Regions from separate parts of the Anas platyrhynchos genome. Here all the other regions are linked to region 1. A link is a contact called in public Hi-C data. All regions are on one chromosome and are shown on one strand. Each heading gives the region's core, a stretch centred on a gene start, on an enhancer-like site or on the middle of the called end of the contact. The rest is flanking DNA. Distances are from core to core; before and after follow the strand shown. Region 1 holds the start of YIPF4 (Yip1 domain family member 4). Region 2 holds the start of CYP1B1 (cytochrome P450 family 1 subfamily B member 1). Region 3 holds the start of RMDN2 (regulator of microtubule dynamics 2).

What was found. Hi-C and Micro-C count contacts between places; a contact is called where the count stands out from the background.
Region 2: a contact with region 1 is called in a Hi-C map of subcutaneous adipose tissue, with 2.5 times the contacts expected there. The contact joins the promoter of CYP1B1 here to the promoter of YIPF4 in region 1. A contact is called at or near these places in 2 of 8 Hi-C or Micro-C datasets (skeletal muscle and subcutaneous adipose tissue).
Region 3: a Hi-C map of skeletal muscle shows a contact between it and region 1, with 4 times the contacts expected there. The contact joins the promoter of RMDN2 here to the promoter of YIPF4 in region 1. A contact is called at or near these places in 4 of 8 Hi-C or Micro-C datasets (F1 follicle, liver, skeletal muscle and 1 more).

What each region holds. Positions count from the first base shown.
Region 1 is chr3:34,021,429-34,026,310 of IASCAAS_PekinDuck_T2T, reverse strand. YIPF4 (Yip1 domain family member 4) reads right to left here and starts at 2,198. Exons shown (of 6, transcript XM_027453916.3): 1 at 1,962-2,198. The coding sequence starts at 2,043.
Region 2 is chr3:33,771,190-33,776,071 of IASCAAS_PekinDuck_T2T, reverse strand. It overlaps CYP1B1 (cytochrome P450 family 1 subfamily B member 1), which reads right to left and starts at 2,957. Exons shown (of 3, transcript XM_027453911.3): 1 at 2,121-2,957; 2 at 627-1,643. The coding sequence starts at 2,140.
Region 3 is chr3:33,838,849-33,843,730 of IASCAAS_PekinDuck_T2T, reverse strand. It overlaps RMDN2 (regulator of microtubule dynamics 2), which reads left to right and starts at 2,843. Exons shown (of 11, transcript XM_038176803.2): 1 at 2,843-2,959; 2 at 3,674-4,137. The coding sequence starts at 2,864.

The sequences.
Region 1 (4,882 bases), core at 949-3,448:
TCTTTTTGCTTAAAAACACAACACACAACAACAAACAAGTAAGCCAATATTTGTACAAACCTTGTTACAAATATACCAAGATGCAAAGACTCCCTTCTTACCCAAGGTTTTTTGCCTCACTAAAGAAAATCTTGTTTTGCCCTGTTGTGTGTTTTTATACACACACACACACAAAATCCTCTGTACAAATTTCCCCAAACACCTACCTACAGCAAGTACTTCTGAAATATTCCTGCAACACCCTTACAGAAAATTCAGGCCACATTTGTGGATTATGTTTGAGACATCATCTACCTGAATGCAGCACAATTTCACAGAATGCACACTCTCCCAGTGACAGGATGTCCTACAGTGTTCAGCCAGCATGTCTGCAGCATTTACTCCACGCTCAGCACCACAATCAAATTAACAGAGCTCTGTCCCAGATCAGCTCGCTAGGCCACGCCAGCTTAAATTTAAGCTTCCCCATTAGTGCTTCTCAACCATTTCATAATCGTGACAGTTACTGGTCTGTTGCTTTGATTCCAAGAACACCATCTGCACAGGATCCTGACGAAGATCACAGTTATTTAATGAAGGAAATTTCTCTTCACTCTTTACACATCAGCACATACACATTGTTCCCACCAGATGCAAGCAAAGCCTTCTGCTGTTGCCTGGGGGAAGAAATGTATTCTTAATGCCTGAACATTGAGGTAGGGAAAACCTCACAAGCTTTCTATTATCAGCAGGGCCCTTCTGTCATTCTAAAAATTACCTGGCTGTGCTACAGGGCAACTCTGCTTGGCAAGGAGGCGTTCTTGCAGTTCTTTGTGCACAGCTGTGGCTGCCAAAATACACAGCCACAACAGCCCGATCAGCCTTCTTTCTGTCATCTCAACAATGACAACCCATCCCGAGGCTGGAAAACTTCTACACACATCTTCTTTACCAAGGCTCCTGTTAGCACTCAGCAATTAGCAAATACCTATGACCATCTTTTAAATTGTGAAACCGATTAACAGCATTTTATGTCTATATTGCAAGATGATATCTCAGGTGGGACAAAGCAGCTCAACAAGTTAAAAACAAACAAGAACCAGCCTGTTCTTTAACCCATACATGTCCACTTCATCTCTGCCATTCTTTCCCACAAACAGCTACCTCTTATGGAAACAATACCAAAAAAAAAGTTTTATTCTTTGTATAGATCAAGACTTGGGAAATAACAAGAAGATGCAAATGCAACGTACAGTGTTTTTATTTAGAAACATCAAGCTGTTTAGTTTCCCTTATGTCTGTTTGTTAGGATAGGCCTATGTGGCACTTCACAGAGAGGACTACACCAAACAGGCATGAGATTAAACCTCATTCGAGCTCATAAAAAGCACAGAGCTGAGTCCAATGCAACACATCCTACTGTGCAGGTGGTTACAGTACACTGACAGACTACTAACATGGGGCTCAGCAAATGCCTTCGGGAGAAAACCAAAGGGTCTCCCAGAATCCAGATCCTGGATCCCTTTTCAGATCAAGGCAAAAAAGGGGAAAAAAAAAAGAAATCAAAGAAAAGCAACCTGGGCTGTACCTACTGATCAGTATGCCTTGTCAGAGCAATTGGTAAGCTCACCAAAGCTCGGAGTTCATTATTCTGCAGTAGTTTTTAAGTCTTCTTCTCCAGGGTAGGGCCCCAGGGCCAGGATTTGCACAACTCCTAACCTTCTCTACAACTGAAACCAAACACACAAAGCCGAAAGTTTGTTGTTTAAACGGCCAGAGCCCAAAGGGTCACCCTCTGCCAAGAGGAGGCGGCACAGCTCTGCCTGTTGCGTGTTTGCTTTTGCGGTGCAAAGACAGAAATCGCCTCAGCGTGCCAGCACGGCACTGCTCGGTGAGGAGGGAAGGGAAGGGAAGGGAAGGGAAGGGAAGGGAAGGGAAGGGAAGGGAAGGGAAGGGAAGGGAAGGGAAGGCCCCGCGCTCACCTTCGGCATCCGCGGAGGAGACGAACGTGAAGTCCCCGTTGCTGGGCGCGTAGAGCGGCGGCTGTGGCCCCGGGGGCTGCATCTCCCCGCCCTGCGCGGGGCCGGGGCCGGGGCCGCTCCCGGTGCGGGTGCGGGCGGCGGGGCCTGGCCTGGGGCCTGCCCGGGGGCTGCCGCGGCGCTGAGCGGCGCCCGACGGCCACGGCGCAGCCGCCTCACGGGGCGACACCCAGCGGCCCCGCGCCGCGATTGGCCGCCAGCAGGCCCCCTCCGCCCGACCCCGCTATAAAGTTTCCGCCGATTGGGCGAGCCGGGCGGTGGGCGGGGCGGGAGGCCCCTCTCACCGCCCCGCCCCGCCCCTCCGGGGTTGCGTCAGCAGGCGGCCAGCGGGGCCCGGCCTGCAGGGGGCGGCGGGGGCGCTGCGGTCCCTGTGGTGCTGGAGAAGGGTTTGGGAGGTCGGGGGTGGAGAAATGTCCCGGCAGAGCACAAAGCTCTCGGGAGTAACGCTGGAGGTTTCCTCCAGAAGTACATCTGGATGGATTTTAACTCTAAAGGTTGTTTTGCTTCCCACCTCCAAGAGCTCCCACACCAACTGCTCCAACCGTCCCCTACCACCAGTGTCACCACTAACCATGTTCCCAAGCACCAGGTCCAGCCTCTCCTTGAACACCCCCAGGGACAGTGACTCCACCACCTCCCTGGGCAACCCGCCCCAGTGCCTGACTGCTCTTTCTGAGCAGAAATGTCTCCTCATTTCCAACCTGAACCTCCCCTGGAGCAACTTGAGGCCATTCCCTCTAGTCCTATCACTGCTTACCTACGAGATGCCCATTCCTCTCAGTATCCACATGCAGCTGCCATGGTGTTCATCTTCCACCATCCCACACCTGCATGGATCAGTGATGTCTTCAGACAGCCATCAACTGCATCAGGGCTCCCCAAGGGTCCATCAGTCTGATAGCTCCTTTGCCAGGCCTCGTTAGCAGCAGCTGCAGTAATTTGCAGAGCATCACCAAATCCTCCATTCACAGTCTGGTTCATGAGACTGCTGTGATACACTGTAGTTTTAAAATAGTAAGATTGAGATGCCGTTGCTAGTCCCTGTTATAGTAACGGAATAGGCATGATGGCTCTCGATGTGGTCTATACTTTGAAGAATCAGTAACAAAGATCTCACTTTTTAAGGCTTAAGATTTAACAGGAACTGTTCATCTGGAAGGGACCTACAAAGACCATCTAGTCCAACTGCCTGACCACTTCAGGGCCAGCCAAAAGTTTAAGTATGTCACTGAGGGCATTGTCCAAATGCCTCTTAAATAGTGACATTATGGGGCATCAACCACGTTGCTAGGAAGCCTGTTCCAGTGTTTGACCACCCTCATTGTAAAGAAATGTTGTAAATATTGATATATTTGGAACCGAAAAAGTTAAAAGAAGATAAAATGCTCTAGAGAAGTGGTTTGATTTGCAGAAGGAACATCCTTTCCCATACATGTCCCATTACAGAAAAACACTGCGAGTTCCATCTCAAGTAATTTTGAACAAGTAAAAGCTTATCTGGTTTTCACAGAGAGAGCATGACCAGAAACTTTTTTTTTTTTTTTCCCCATATCCAAAGATAATTGAAGTTTGGGCTTATATGAAATATAATAAGTGTTCGGGTTCTCTTTGGACATATTACAGTGATTATCAGTTTCCTTGCAGCAACAGGAAAATAAAATCACATATAAAATGTAGGGAAACTATTTTTAATTGAAAAACTTTAACTGAGACCTTAATAATACAAAATGGCCCTACGGCTTTTTGTGCATTTTGACTCCCCCTTTAAATAGTTGAGCAATCAAGACATCTGGCAAGAGTAACTCATTGTCTTGACTATTATGTGGAACTTGTTTGTTACCAGACCTTTGCAATAGGCTTCCTTTCAATTTTCGATGTGTCTCCCTCTTTATAGCTACACTTGTATTTACCTACACAGTTGTGCTTGTGCTGTTCCCTGCTGTTGCTGGGATATCTCTGATGCTTCTGGAAACCTTGCCCTCCGCAGCATGCCAGACACATCTGTCAGTGGACAAATTTAGGTTCCTTTGTTTTTATATTATTGACTAACATAAAGCCATGACAACAAAGAGTGTCATGTCAAAGAGTGGTTTGTGCTTAAGGCAAAATTTTAATTTGCTTCATTGTAATCCTTATTTGTTGATGTTGGGTCTCAAAACCTTTAAGGGGTTTGGTACCTCTCTCCGAATAAGAGCAGTAATGTTGCACTACTAGACAAGATTTAAGGGGTGTGTGGGACAAAAGTAATAGATCAGTGTTGAAGACACTAGGAACAATGATAATTAATGACTGAATATTGTGTGACGAGATGAGTCACGCCACAAACTCACATTTTATTAGAAGTTACACCAAATGGGAGTGACAAATCAGACTGCATGATAAGTGACTGCTTCTTTCTCTTCTATTTTCACGGTGTCATGCAGCAGGCTCAATGCTGTGTGTGTGCTGTGTCATTTTCTGTGCACAACTGAAATATGCACAGGCTGCTGTGATGTAGAAGACAATGTTGTAACCTCACTCAGGATACCTGATGAAGAAGAGATCTTGTTTGCTATTTGGAAATACTTTCCGTATTTTCTCATTGTCTGTGACCCTGGCTATGATCTATCTCTACATGAAGTAGGGCACATAAATAGTTCTATGTAGCTGGTTTTGATGGTCTATTTATAAAGACATTTGCTGTCATTTACTATCTTCATTTCAGAGAAGGCATTGATAATACAAGAAGCTTGTTCTTTCTTTTCCAAGGACCTTTTTAGCCAGCTAAGATCCAGCCGCACTTCCCCACAGAGGCCACGCTGGCAGAGGCAGCAGGAAGCCGTTCTGCTCCTGCTTACCAAAAGTCAGGAGGGCGGGCAGCTTTT
Region 2 (4,882 bases), core at 1,708-4,207, 250 kb after region 1:
CTCATCCCTGCTCTAAATCAGGCAGCTTGTTCCTGCCATATTTTTAAACTTTGGTTGTGTAGATCTTGATGGAAAACTTTGTGAACTCCCAGTTTTCCATGCAATGGTGTCATTTTAAGTTCGCTCAATTTTCACATTGAAAAATGATTACATGTGACGTTAACGTAAAGGGTGAAAATAACTTAAAATGCTTTGAATTGTATGTACTGATCCAATTTTGAAGTTTTGTTTTATAGTGAACCTTACTTTTTAAAATACAGGGCTTTCTGGCAGAGTGAGGACTTGGTTTTCCAGCTCTGTGTGTGCCTCCTAGAAGCCGGCACGGGGTTTGTTATCACTGGGCGTGTTATGCCCCCGTGGAGGTCTGCGTGCTTTGAGAAATCCCTGCTAACGGTGCTCAGAGGACTTTTATGAATATCCTGTTCTTAGAAACTACTCTCTTCGTCCCTTTTCTATTACTGTTTAGATGCGATTTCCTCACCCTGTGCTTCTTGCGTACTCTTTCAAACCTTTTCCTATCCCTGCCCAGCTGTGATTTTCTCCCCGACGCCTCTCGAGCCCCCCGTCTCGCCGGGGACGGGCAGCGCGTTCCCCCCCCAGCCTCCCCTTTTCCCCTCGCCGCGCACCTGATGAGGAAGATGAGGAGCCACTGCAGGGCGGTGGACAGCGTGTCCTGGCTGGCACCGAAGATGTCGGTGACGGTGGCGGGGACGTGCTCGAGCTGCAGGCGCGGCTGCTCCCGCTGCAGGCGGATGAAGGCGTCCATCATATCGCGGGGGGCGGCTCCGGGCCGCAGGCTGCGCTGGTGCTGGAGGAATTTTCGGCGGACGAAGGCGTAGAAATCGCGGTTGAGGTCGCGGAAGGCGCGGTAGGCGGCGCGCACGGGGCTGGGGAAGCGGCGCAGCCAGGGCAGCGCATCCACCAGGCTGCCCGCGCCCACGGCGCGCCCGAACTGCTCGTTGCGCCCCACCAGGCGCAGGAACTCGCCGTCGCCGTGGCTGTAGCGGCGGCCGAAGCACAGGGCGCTCATCACGTTGGCCACGGCCACCAGCAGCACCCGCGACGGGTCGAGGAAGGCGCCGCCGGCGCTGCCCCGCACCAGCAGCGCCACCAGCGCCCTCGCCTCGCCCAGCAGGTGCCGCTCCAGCAGGCGGCGGGTGGCCGGGCTGCCGGTGGAGAAAGCCCGCACCGTGGCGTGCGCCGCCCGCCGGTGCAGCTTCCACAGCTCCGAGTAGCCGCCGAAGGCCAGGCTGAGCCCTCCCGACACCAGCTGGAAGGAGGGGAAGGCCGGCCGGCCGGCGAAGGCGGCCCCCTGGCGGACGAGCGCCTGCCGGATGGCCCGCTCGCCGTTCAGCACCACCACGGGCCAGCGGCCCAGGCGCAGCTGGAAGACGGCGCCGTAGGTGCCGGCCAGGCGGGCGAAGGAGAGGTGCGGGGCGCTGCCCAGCTGCGCCGCGTTGCCGATCAGGGGCCAGGGAAAAGGGCCCGGAGGCCCCCGGCGCTCGCCCTGCCGCCGCCGGCGTCTCCGCTGCAGGAGGAGCTTGCCCAGGTGCACGGCGGCCAGCAGGCAGACGAGGAGCAGCAGGCAGCTCTGCGGGGCCGGGGGGCCGCGCAGGGCTTCCCCCAGCCTCTCCAGGGCCATGCTGCAAGGAAAGGGGACAGGTCAGAGGGAGCCCGAGGGCACGGGGGCGCGCCGCCGGCCGGCAGGGCGCAGGGGTGGCGGCGCGTCCCCGCTAGGCGCCCGCCTGGGTCCTGTGCAAAACGAAGAAAAATTAAAAAAAAAAAAAAAAAAAAAAAAAGCAAGGGATAATAGACAATAAGGGCTCAAAAGCGGCGGGGCCGCTGCTCTCTTCCCCCCTGCCAGGGGAGGTTTGCAAACGGCTGAGGCAGCGGAGGATGCTCTGGCCGGACGAGCTCCCCGGGTGCCGCACGCAGACAGGTTCATCCCGGCACCCAGCAGCGCTCCGCCGGGTTAAAGACCCTCGGAGCCCCCTCCTGCCGAGCCTGCCCCCAGCCCGGCTTCTCGGTGGCAGGGGCTGACCGCGGGCTGCGCTCCCCGCCGTGTCCCGCAGCCTGCCCGAAGCGGCGCGGGGAAGAAGGAGGGAGACGGCAGGACTGACCTGTTGCACGCAGCCTCCATCGGAGCCCTCGGGGAGGATGGAGAGGAGCCGGGCAGCTGCTGAGATCGGCGTTCAGATCCCGGGCTCTGGGAATCTCATCGGGAGCCCCGGCTCCTGCCCCCCATGGGGCCGCTTTCACCCGTCGGAGCTCGCCCCGCCGGCAGCCACCTGCCGCAGCCTCCACGGGGGAAGGGTGCGGAGGATTCAGGGGGCGAGAGGGGGGCCGCCCGCCCTGCCGAGCCCGAGCCGGAGCCGGAGCAGCCTCGCCTGGGCTCCTGGCATGGGGAGCCGCGGCTTTAAATCCCCCGGCATCCGCGGTGCGCTGCGCTGCGGGCGTGCCGCACTTGGCCCCGCTGACAAATCGCCCTTCCCCTGGCCGGAGGGGTCGCCGCTATTTGCCAGCCGCCCTTGGGCCGTCGCCAAGCCGAGCGGCTGAGCCGCCGGATGCTTTTTTTTTTCCTTTTTTTTTTTTTTTTCTTTCTTTATTTTTTTTTTTTTATTCACGGCGGAGGAGAGCGGCCGGGAGGCTCGCAGCAGCCCCTCTTGTGTCAGGAGGCACCGTCTCCCTGCATCTCGGGGATGGGGAGGGGGGGGCTTGAGGGAGCCGCCGAGCTTCCCCTCCTCCGCCTGTCGCCTCCCCGTTGCGTGCGGAGTTTGCATTGCGTGAGCCGGGGCTGGAAAGCCTCCAGCCATCTCCTCCCCGGGCCCCTACCCCTCCTCGCCGTACCTGACAGCGGCTCGGGGGGAAGGCGGCGGGGGAGCGCCGGGCAGCTCGCCCCCCGCCGGCCTCGCCGCCCTCCTGCCTCCCTCCCGCTGCCGGAGGGGTTTTTTTTAGCCCTTCGGTCCCCTCCGCCCGGCCCCGGAGGGGATCGGGGGCTACAGCCCCGGCCCGGCGTGAGGGAAGCCCTGGGGAGGGAGATGGGGAAGGGCTCGCTTCGTTGGGGCGTTTGGTGGAGAGGCAAAATAAAGAACCGGAGCTTCTTTGTCAGCTGGTGCGCGGGCACAGCGCGAGGGGAGGGAAGGGGGTTTGGTGGCGTTTGGGGATTAGGCTAAATGAGGTGCTGGGAGGCAGCCCAGCTCGGGGCGCGATCCCAGCCCTGGCCGGGGCTCTGCTGCTTCTTCCCCTGCTGAGCAGCGCGCTCCTGCCCGCTGCCAGGGCCCTGGGCTCCCCCAGACAGCAGCACGGCTCTTGCTCACAGCAGCATCAGCCACGTCTCTCCGCGTGCCTCCCAAATCCCGTCTGTGTGCCTCAGTACACGCTGTGCTGCTTCTTCCTGCCACTGCCAAGTGACAGAGGTGTCAGAGCTTTCTCCCCGCAGCGCCAGCAGTAAGCTCCCTTCCTCCCACCCCGTCTCTGGGGCGAGCTGGAAGGATCCCGCAGTCCAGCTTCGAAGGGGAGCGATGCACAGCTCTGTCCCTGCGGCCTGAGGGCCGGGCAAGCTTGGAGAGAGACCTGGGCTTTGCTCTCTCCCCCACCACCACAAGGTAGAAAGCAAAGTTCACGTGCTGTAACTAGCCAGATGTGGCTAAGGCTGTTTCTGGGTGCTGGATTGGGGTGGTTACAGTGGCACGCAGCAGTTACTGGAGCTCTGGGTTATAGTACTGGGCATTTGCCATCGCCAGCAGGCAAACTTGTTTTTTTTTTCTCCTGGTGACTGTGGGAGTCAGTTGCCTAAAACCAGACGTTGCAGCTCTTCTCGGTAAGTCCCTAAATCCTGCCTTGGATGCAGCACGTAAACTAGTTGCATTGCACTCTGAGAGTCTGCAGCAAGCAGAGGAGATTCCGTTCCAGCTCCCATGGAAATGCGAATTTACAAAGAAATGATGCCTGCGAGGTGGCCAAGCAGAAGGAAGAACATCCAACAGGAGCTGGCTGCAGGGGACGTGCATTGCCCATGCTGTGAGCCGCAGAGCCACAGCTTAGGGCATTATTTATGTAAATAAGTAAATATAAAGTAATAAAGTAAATATAAGTAAATAAAGTAAAAGCTGTAAATAAGTCCTGAGCCTAGGAGTTATTTAAAAGTCCTGCTACCTTTTATTTTAATGCTGTAAGAAAGCATTTTGCTATATTTTGCTATATTTTTTCCCCATTTCTTTTTGGTCTTCAGAAATTCTGTCACTATTAGAGAGGAAAGGAAGAAAGAAGTCTCTTTTAGGTGTTTTGTTCCTGGGTGGTGGTACCAGCTGGTGCCCCTGCACTAGGCGCTGTGCTCACAAGGTATTTACAGTCTCAGGCTGCTCTTACATTTTAGCCTGAGCATTGCGATGTCCGTACGTGATAAAAGTTCATCCATTTTTCTAGGCTCTGATGCTGTGTGACCTTGATTAGTCCCTTACTGCCAAGTCTAGTCTGGGTGAATCACCCCAGTGAATGCGTGACAAGAGAGAGACCAGCCCTTGGTTCCAGAAACTGCCTTCCTGCCTGCCTCTTTATTCACTCTTCTTGCTTTTCTTCTTGTGTTTCTAGCAGCTTAAAGTTCAGAATTGCTCTTAGGTAATGCATGCTTCTTTTCTCCAAATTTTGTGGCTTTATTCGGACAGGAGTACTGCTGAAGCCAGTCCCAAATTTCTGAGGCAAAGCTAGTGTTGTTCAGAACTAAAGACTGAATTGGTTAAAATGTACGCTGCCTAGAGTGAATTTTTCTGAGGCCTAGAAAAACGCACTCAGTGTAAGATATGGAAGAGGAAAGCAGTTGAAGGGGCAGAAGTGGGTGGGTTTGGGATTAAGGGAAAGGAATTCGGGCTTAATCTGTTAAAGA
Region 3 (4,882 bases), core at 1,594-4,093, 180 kb after region 1:
CTCATAGTTGGGGAACAAGTTCAGAGTTTTCCCCTTTAAAACACCAAGTAATTCAAAGAAACTTTTCATTACTTAATTTCTCTGTTAAATCTAACTGTGATCACTGAGAGATTCAAAAGTACTGGAGAGGATGCAGAGGTACAGTTACATGTGCACACACAGAGGCATAAAATCAGTGCAGTTATAGCAATTCATCTCCTCTGAGAATTATGCTAAACAGTGTATCTTTATTTGAAAAAAAAATAAATAAATATCAGTGCACTATTATTGATCCCCTATGACTCCAATTTATTAATTTTTCATTAAGGGCAATTGTCCAGGGCAAGAGCAACAGAGAATATTGACAAGATTTATCAAGATATATTTATGCAAGTCTGACAGTGAATGCTTTCCTTCCTTTTGAGGTAAGTTAGAATTTTATTTTATTTTATTTTATTTTATTTTATTTTATTTTATTTTATTTTAGAGTCTAGTCTCCATATGACTAGGGAGAATTCAATAAAACTTGACAAAACAGTAGGATTTCTGACAGGCCGGTAGCAAGTCTGGTCAAAGGTATTTAAACTTTTGCAATATTTGGTGATTTATTAACAGGGCTTGATTATATGCTTACAACTGCTGAAATAATAAGTATGAAGTGTTACTAAGAGATGAAAAAGTTTCTGTATTTGTTACAAGCAGCAGGTTAATATCTAGGTGGGGGCCATTTCCAGAAAGTAAAAAAAGAAAGAAAAAAAATAATAAAAATTATAGCTAAAGAATTTTATGTCGATTGTAAAATGGCTTTCATGCAGAAATTAGAAGACCAGTACGTTATTAATATACATCTTGGCTGGAAACAGCATACATTGGTTACTTATAATGCAATGGTGCTTTCACCCTTTGAACTCAATTGCTCAATAATAAGCTAACTTTTCTAGTCTGACACAAAGCTACCGTCCAAGCGCAAAATGTCCCAATAGACCAGTTAAACGACGTGGCCTGGTGTTACACGAACAGTGTTGTGAGCAGGCAGGTGTGTCTGCAGTGCAGCTCGGGTGTGCTGAGCTCATCTGGCAACATCTGCCTGGGGCGGGTGGGGAGGAAGGCAGAATGTTAACAGGGTCTCATCACATCAGAGCTGCTGACCGTCATGAAACTTGCAGGAATCTCAGTATATTGACTTCTTTCTTTTTCTGTCAAAATTTTCTGAAGTTAATTTACAGATGAAGGAGCTACTGGGTGAAGAAAGTGTCATGGTATTAGGGGACAGCAGGACAGTGCACTGACAAGGTGGGAGCGTAAGCTCTGTCTCCTTATGAAGTAGAGCTAAAAGTACACTGTTTAGCAATGAGCCTGACGTTGTCTAACAGACAGTGGTCTGGACTTGGATGTTTATTAGGACTTCAGGTACAAAGTCTGGTTTGAACTAGAAAAAAAATACACATGCAGAATAACAGCACTTTTCTAAAAACATTTCTTTGCAGTTTGCTTAGAATAGTTATCAGATTTAGGCCATTTTAATGTGCCAAGTCTAGGTAAATCAGTGTTTAGGTCCCAGCATGGGGAGCTGTTGTCCTCTGGCAGGTGACACGCACGCAATGACTCCTACACTTCAGCATTGCAATGCCTGGGTAAGGTGGCTGCAGGTGCAAAGCAATTTAGGACATTGGATCCAGACCTGTGACCTGATTTTCAGAGTTGCAATGCATTCAGAGAAACTAATGGCAGATTTAGAAAGCAGTTCTCACAGACTATTATATCTGAAAGCAAGTTGCCTAGTCTAAGGCCGCAGGCCTGTTTCAGCTATGTTTGTCCTCAGATTAATTATCTTTTTAATAACCTTTCCTGTTTTGTTTGGCTTATAGAAAGATTTTTGGCAAATGGTGTTGAAAAGAGAAAATACAAATAAAGGTTATCCAACAGAAATTTATTACCACTCCTAAACATTTGAAATACGATCAGCATGAGGATTCATATAATCTAGTTTTGTTTTTAAACACTAATGGATTATGTAATTTAAAATAATTATTTCTATCATAGTGAAAATTGTTCTCTGGAAATTAGTGAAGTTTCTATAAAATTGAAGAGCTTACAAATTTCAAATTATGAACATATGAACAGGCCATACTTTATTCTTATTATTATTAACTGGGAAAATTGTAGAATATTGAAACAGGATTAATTTTTCCATCTTAATAGACGAACCTTCCTCTCAGGTTGTAATTTGGCCTCCCACAAGGCTCATATCATCTTCAGGATCTCAGTGGAGAACTAGTTAGCTGTTACTGTTATTATAAAGGAAATCTGTGTTCAAAGATAAAGAGATATTAGACTATGAGACTAAAAGATAGATTTACATTTGCTAATTTGCATTAAGACTGAAATTCTGTTTGGGAACACAATTTATGTTCCTGGTACCTGTTTAAGGTGTTTTTTGTTGTTGTTGTTGTTTGTTTGTTTTTAATAACTTCTTTGTTCCTGAGCGATATGACTGGGGAAAGCTCCAACTGTTGAAGATCAATCTCTTGTCCTGCAGTCGTAATAATTTCAGTAAATGCCTTTTGTGTGGGCCCTCGCAGAAGAACCTGAGTTTGTTTCGCAGTTCTGGCAGGGCACGTTGTGCACAGGCACCCTCCAGGAGCCTTCAGGACAAGGCTGGGCACAGCGAGTTGTCTCCAATGGTCCTTTCTACCAAGCCAGCAACAGGAGGAAATACTGAAGAATGGTCTTGTGCCACGGGTACGAGTTTGGGGCTGTAGGCACAATGCATCCCACACCCTGTCACACTCAAATTACTCCTTGACTTTGGGCAGAGTGCAAGAGACTGGAGAAACACACTCAGTTTGAGGCTGGCAGGTGGCTGAGGTACTATTAAGCCTTCATGCAGCCGCTCAGGGCTTTTTGGTGCTTGTGCAGCACCAGGCCTCCTCCGCTGCAGCGCACACCCCCCCTCTGTCTCCTGGAAGTAGCAGCAAAGGTGAAGCTCGCAGAAACCAGCAGCCCTCAGGCAGAGCCATAACAGCACAAGCCGCCCCTGAACGGCCAAACCGCGCACCCCCTGCAGCAGGCGCGGCTCCCGGGGACCCGAGGACCCGCAGCCGGCCCGGGGCTGCCGTAGGGCGGGCCCCGGTAGCCGTGCCCCGAGGCCCGGCCGCTGCCTCCCTCGCAGGCCCGGCCCCCTGGATCCGGGTCTCGCCGCCCCCAGCGCCGCAGCGGGGCCGTGAGGCGCGGCGGGCCCCGGGCCGGGCCCGGTAGGTAGCGGGGGGGAGGCGGCGGCGGGCGCGGGGTGGGCGCCCTGTGGGGAGGCGGCCGCGGGGACCCCCCCTGCTGGGCTGCGGCCCGACAGCTGAGCGCTGCGGCAAGCCGAGGACAGCGGGTTTGGGCGTTAAAAAAAAAGGAAAAATGTCAGCTTAAAGCAGCCGGGAGGTCAGAAGTGAAGGCTGCGGTGCTGTGCGGGTAGGGCAGCGTGCTGCCCCCCTGCCCTCCCTCCGGCAAAACAAGTCGCTGCCGGCTCGGTTTTGCTGTCATTGCACACAGGCTGCTGTTGCAGAAGCTGCTGGAGTTGCACTCTGGCTTCCTATCTGCACCGGTTATCCCAGCCTCAAGCTTTGGCGATTTAAAAGCGCAGTCAGTCGTTTGGGTAGAGGGGGAGAGCGTCTTTAACTCTGTGACTGTTGTCTCCCAATTGTAGGAGAGCGCAGAAATGTCTCGCTTTGAAAATAAAGGACTGATACTGGGCATCATGGCAGGGACTGCTGGAATAAGCCTGGTCCTGATCTGGTACCGCAAGGTCCGAAAACCTGGTGCAGCTGTGCGTATACCTGACTTTGCAGATGTAGGTAACAAGCTTAATTCTGTAGGCATGCAACATGAAACTCATAACGAGCAAGGGGCAGTAATGGTTTTACACAGGAGGCAACTGCAGATACTAGAAAAATTGAATGACTTGCTAATAAGCGTGGATGAACTGAAGAGGGAGGTGAAGTTTCTGAAAGAAGCTATTCCAAAGCTTGAAGAGCTTGTTCGAGACGAGCTCCAAGGGAAGGGAGATGCTCAGAGAGTTAGCCCATCACACAGAGCAGCAAGGCGGAGAAAAGCTGAGACAACTCCTGCAAAAGAAGCTACCAGCTCTGAGGAGGCAGAAAGTGAAGGAGGGTGAGTCGATAATATTTTGTTTATGCATTGCAATTTGCATCAATACGCGTGTGAAACTTTGTATTGGAAACAGTGGCCCTTCAAAAGTTCTACGTATATTTTAAAGTTCTCTCCAATCAGGAAAAAAATCAGATGTTTTTAAATCAGAGAGAACTCTGGATGACCATCTGTAAGTCTGCACGACACGTGAAGCTGGTTTAATACGAAGCACATTACAGATTTCTACCAGCCTGTTTGGCAACCATCTGATGCAGTATTACTACATAGCTATGTAATGAGAGGCAAAGTTCATGATAATGCTGTGATTTTAAGAGTGCTTCCAGTAAGACAGTAGTCTTGTCTCAGGTCTCTGATAGAACTTGTTCAAACTGTAGGAGTGCTCTTGTGCTTTTCATGGTAATTGTCTCCCTTGGGCCTTACAGATGAGTTCTTACAGTGTTCTGCCAAAAGTTATTACACACCATGGAAGTTATGTCTGAATGCAAAGCATGTACAAGTGGCAGTTTGTTTATATGCATTTGCTATTGCGTATGTTTCCTGCTGGCTTAAAATTAAGCGTGAGGGATTTCAGGTACTGACTAAGGTATAAAGTTCCTGGTTTTGATCATGGCGTTTAGTCCCATTGTGGTTAATGGGGGCTTCAGTTGAGGAGCGTGCTGAAGGAGTTCAGGAGAACGTACCAGGAGTTCAGGAGAGGGGCTATATTTTCCTACTGTCATATGTTGCCTAATAGACCCTACAGTAG